Regions from separate parts of the Hordeum vulgare genome. Here region 1 is linked to region 2. A link is a contact called in public Hi-C data. All regions are on one chromosome and are shown on one strand. Each heading gives the region's core, a stretch centred on a gene start, on an enhancer-like site or on the middle of the called end of the contact. The rest is flanking DNA. Distances are from core to core; before and after follow the strand shown.

Region 1 (2,700 bases), core at 77-2,576, 260 kb before region 2:
TATAAAAAACCCTGATAGTCTAAATCAAACCCTCACATTGTTTTAGGTATAAAAACACTGACGTGGTAAGGATTCGTTTGATGGCCGGCCTGCCTGCCGCACACCCTTCTGTCAACCATCCAAAAATATGCAATCACGGGAACCGAACTCACGGCGCACAAATCATGTGCTAGAACGGCTACAACTGTATCATTCGAGTGCTAGTGATTGAATGCAGCGTGCACTATTTAAGAACATTTCTAGCCGCGCTATTTGAATTAAAACAACTTCACTAATTTTGAGAAAGAAAAATCACTAATTGACTGGACCAGTTGACTGTTCAACATATATGTGTATGTTTTTTGAAAAATCAGGAATTTAAAATATAAAGTAAAAAAAGTTCACGGTTTAAAAAAGGGTGATGAAATTTAAAATAAAAACTCACAAAATGATTGGTCTAGGTTGTCTGCAAAATTAAAAAGTTCACTGATTTTGAGAAAATGTTCATCGATTTTCTTTAAATGTGAATTTGAAAACGTTCATCATTTTGGAAAAAAGTTCATAAAAAGTGAAAAAGTTCATATTTTTTATTTAAAAGGTCATCAATTTATAAAAAAATCATCAATTCTGAGGAAAAAAACATAAATATTGAAAAAGTTTGAACAATAAATATTTTAGTAGGAAATAGCAAACGAAAAAAACTATAAATATTTTATGTTGAACAATTTTTTAATATGCATTGAACATTTATTTTAAACTACTTGTGATTTTTCTAAAATTTATTAATTTGTTCAAATGCATGAATGTTTTGCCAAATTCATGAATATATTTTTTTATTTCAGATGGACAGCGAACTAGGCGGGTTTAGACTTTTTCCCCGCACGCGCAGCACAACCAACCCCGACCCGTTGTGTGTAAAAAACAATCTCAGCCATCCTTTGCTATCCCGGTTTGATAAAAAATATCAGGGTTGGATTATACCGGAATTACATAATTGAGGATACAATCGATCGGGATTTTAATTTTGAAATTCATTTCGTCGAACCTCTACGAGTTCAGGGTTTAAAATGATTTTGTTCCCTAGTATAGGCGTATTAGAATCTCAAAATGTTCTATTGGAACCGTACGTGCCTCTTTCGGGTAGTATTGGTTTCGATGCTGGTATTAAGCTTTGCTGTGATTTGAACTTAGTCGTCAATCACCTTATGTTTATGTTTAGGAACGGAAGGAAGGAGTAGTATTTGGGGCCAATAATTAGCCCTCGTGGAAAACTCTTGCGTATCATGTGTGGATGCATCACCCCGAACGCCGTCTCATCCGGTTAAATAAACACAAAGACGTGGAGAGACGGGCAGAGAGTCAACACAATGTCGACCCGCCCCCTCTCTCGCGCAGTCGCCTTCTCTCCTGCCAAGGGCACGGAGCGTGTTCTTCCATAAAAGAAAGCAAAGCCGGCCCCCGTCCCATGCCCAGACTGCCAGACAGAAGAGCAAGCAATCAAGCAAGCAAGCAGGCAGGCAGACAGGCATGAGGAGGAGAGGAGGAGGCGGCAGCGCCCCGCGCCTGCCCTTGCTCCTGCTCGCCCTCGCCGTCGCCGTCGCCGCGTGCTGGGCCGGACGCGCCGACGGGCACGGCGCGCACCCGCTGTCGCGGATCTCCATACACCGCGCCCGCGTCGCCCTGGACGCGTCCGCCGCCGTGCGCGCGTCGCCCGACCTCCTCGGTTCGCGGGTGCGTACCAGCTTCCACCTTCCTCCTGCACCCCCCTTTCCTTCCATTCGCCTTTTATTACATCCCTTGTAGCAGCAGGCGCACGGACCTAGCCCGCTGCAAACTGGTTCACTCCATGCCCGCACTTTCTCACCTTCTTTCATTCCGGTAGGTACGTACGTACGTAAGTTAGCAGCCGCTTTAGCTCTAGCTCAAGCACGTAACTCCTCGCCGTCCTGCGCGGCCGGCCGGCCGGCAGAGCTCAACTCTCCCAAGCTTATCTGGGGCGTTCCTGCGCAGTCAAGCGCGTCGCTTTCGTTCCCGCGCGCCCTGGCATTGGCATGCATGCTAGCTCGGCCAGTTGGCCCAGCACATCGCACGCTACGCACAAGCGGCCACTTGGCCAGTCGTCCTGCTTGCTTGGCCGGGCGGCCGGCCGTTCTCACGACGCACCGTGGCCAATCGCCTCGGGACAAAGTGCCAAAGCCCGCGGTGGGTGGCGACATGACATCCAAGCGGATGATCGATCGATCATGGGTGTCCAGTGTCCATTATCCAAGTCAAGTCAACCCATGAACCGAGGGGGATGGCGCTGTACGTACGCGTGCTAGTGCGGCCACCTCAGCCTTCACACTGTGACCACATGCCATGTGCCGACTGCCGCCGGTCAAACTGATGTTAGTACATTCCATGGAATATGCACGCGTGATCACTCGGGCTGATTCCCGCTGGCCGTATTGCTTGGTCCTTGCTTTTTTTTTTTCCTCCTGCATGTAACCAAAAAAAGAAAGAAAAAAACTGACACGATGTTGTGGGCGACAGGGCGAAGATACGGCTTGGGTGACCGTAGAATTCAAAATTCCCCGCGCAAGCGACGGCGACTGGATCGGGGTCTTCTCCCCTTCCAATTTCAAGTATGAACTACTACTAGTACTAGTACTAGTACAGTTTCTCCTCTGAAGAATGCTCAGATTTTAAACCGTGGTCCGAATGACCAAGTGGTGTCCCTGA
Region 2 (2,700 bases), core at 88-2,587:
TCTAAGTGCCCTTTCGTACCAGGAGTCCCTGGTTTCTATTCCCTCGCCGGGCGAATTTTAAGTGCCCTTTCCTACGCCACGAGATAGGGCGATCGATCCTTGGGTATCCATCCATTGCTACAACAACAACTAGTACTACCCCCTTTAGATTGCACTGCTACTAATTGAGATAGAGCTTATCTTACATGACACATTAGTCTTTGTGGTGAGACTGAAATAATAGTAGAGGAGCCATTGTAAAATGTTCTGATAATCAGGCCCGATGCATGCCGAAGAAAGATGGAACCCGAAGAATGTGTTTCGACTACCAAATCTATCTTACTTCACACCTCATCCAAAAGTTGCGGCAATGGATCGTCAAATACCAACCATGTTTTTCAAATATCAACTATGTTGTCGTCAAATGAGAATGGAAGGAAGATGATATCTACAAAACAGCCTGGAGGACCAGCTTTTTGCATCCCACTCCACACCACCTCTTTGCCACGTTCGTCGATACGCCGCCGGCACAAACTCACATAGACGATCACCGCACAGTTCGCTGTCGAGTGTGTCACTGGCCGACAAATCCTAGGTAATTATATATTTTTATTTAATTAAAATGAAAAATAAAATGGATGTAAGGGAGGAAGTTTAGGGAAGCTGACAAAAGTTACTTCCAAATAACTTCTCTTAACTTTTACGAGAAGCCAAGAAATCAACTATAGAGATAGATTTTCAAAAAAGCTGTTGGAATTGCTCTAATGTTTTCCCTAACTCATCGTACGGTATACCTGTCCATGAACAGTTGACCCGACCCGATACGGCCCGAAAATCCCTGATCGGGCCGGGCTTTAACATGCCATCGGACCAGGCTCGGGCCCCGACGATCGGGCCGAACCGGGCAAAGGCTTAAAGAATAATTATTTTATGCCCTAGTCAGGCCTTGTCGATCGGGCCCAGTCGGGCTTTTCTGGATTTGGGCCCATTCGGGCTTTTCCGGATTTGGGCCCAGTATTTAGGTCCGATGGTTGGACCGGGCCAGGCTTCAGCCTCGATTTTCAGCATCTTTTTTTTGGCCCGGCCCGAAGTATGCCCAGGTATACCGTACGGTATCGTGAGTAGCAATCAGAATAGCCCTCATTTCACAGCCTTTTACAAGTCATGAAATTCAACAAATAATTCATCACATCCTTTTTTCGCCGCAAAAAAAAACCTAGGGTTGGTGAAAGAAAAAAAGAACAGTATTGTGTTGGCCCTGGCAGTAGCAGCCCCTCCTCCGGCCACTGACGAGTGGGCCATAGGCGGCTCACCTGCCCCAAACACAAGCGTGAAACCAGCCTCCGTCCCGTCCAGACAGACCCGAACGGAACGTCGCCCGCTTCCCCACTTTGGACCTCAACTACCGCCCAGCCCAGCGACCGCCGGTCCGGTCCTCCAATCGGAAGCAACCAAACCAAGCATGGCGGCGGCGGCGGCGGCGGCGGCGAAGATAGCGCCGTCCATGCTCTCGTCGGACTTCGCCAACCTCGCCTCGGAGGCCGAGCGCATGGTCCGCCTCGGCGCCGACTGGCTCCACATGGACGTCATGGTACGATCCGCCCGACCATCCCCTCCCCTCTCCCCCCACCATGTTTCCTAACCCTGCCTGCTTGCTCGATCCACCCTGGTGAGCACCAGTGAGTAGCGCACGCGCGGTGCCGGCCTTTGATTCGTCCAGGAGTTGGATTTGTCCACGCAGCGCCCTGTAACGGAGTCCGTCAGGCAGGGTAGGGATGATAAGATTGAACTACTGAATTACTGAATCAGAGGAGTTGCCGTGCTTTTTTGTTTCTGCACGCAACTATGGCTTGCAGAGCATAGGCGATTCGGTATAATCTGCTTTCTGCTGCTGAGAGATTAGTCTGAACATCGTTTGTTCAGAGCGTTTGTTCAGAGCATAGGTGATGTGCTATTTTGCAAGCGTACCAGTACTTACTAGTCATGGTAACTTGCCTGTCACGTGCATCTGATACAAGTTCAGCTAATCTTGTTCCTCTCGGCGATTGTGCCTCGTTTCATTCTTCTGTTAGACAGGGATTGCATTCATTGACCATGGACATTTCAAGCTTGGAAGTTCATTTGTGTTATGCTCATTCTGTTCCTTTTCCATCTTGCAGGATGGGTGAGTTGGTATCTGATTTCCGCTGCGGGTGCGATACATCAATTTTGATGTATTACTGGGTTGTGTTGAAGCTTGATGGTGCCAAAAATACTATTCTCGCATACCGCCACCCATTTTTATTCTGTATCATTTTAGTATGCAGTCAGAGCTCTGCCTTCCCTTCAAACGGTGAAACATACACTTGCCCTTTTTTTATCTGCCATCATAGAGGCTGGCTGTGGGTGTTTAAGCTAACTAGCTAAGTATGCAGGTGACCATATACATAATATGCCTACAGGCTACATCTACCTAGACGTTCTTTATTTTTATCCCACACATGTGTATTCTCTTAATTGCTTTTCGGCTTATGGACATCCTTGCCATTTAATTTTTGGCTACTTTGTTTAGATACCTTGCTTATTCGAACATCCTGCTCACGGATCGAAATGTTAATGATAGCTCACAGAAAGAGCATGATTTCCAAAATACATATAAGAAGGGAACCGATTAGCCTGATAGCCATGTGATCAAACTGGAAAAGAAGCAGCTTAAAGTATGCACTATTCTTTCACATTTTG

Evidence for each region. Hi-C and Micro-C count contacts between places; a contact is called where the count stands out from the background.
Region 1: a Hi-C map of leaf shows a contact between it and region 2, with 2.3 times the contacts expected there. The contact joins the promoter of LOC123399767 here to the promoter of LOC123399764 in region 2. A contact is called at or near these places in 4 of 6 Hi-C or Micro-C datasets (leaf and seedling).

What each region holds. Positions count from the first base shown.
Region 1 is chr5H:487,352,728-487,355,427 of MorexV3_pseudomolecules_assembly, reverse strand. LOC123399767 (probable inactive purple acid phosphatase 27) reads left to right here and starts at 1,326. Exons shown (of 10, transcript XM_045094151.1): 1 at 1,326-1,710; 2 at 2,512-2,603. The coding sequence starts at 1,507.
Region 2 is chr5H:487,088,174-487,090,873 of MorexV3_pseudomolecules_assembly, reverse strand. LOC123399764 (ribulose-phosphate 3-epimerase, cytoplasmic isoform) reads left to right here and starts at 1,337. Exons shown (of 8, transcript XM_045094149.1): 1 at 1,337-1,570; 2 at 2,139-2,143. The coding sequence starts at 1,442.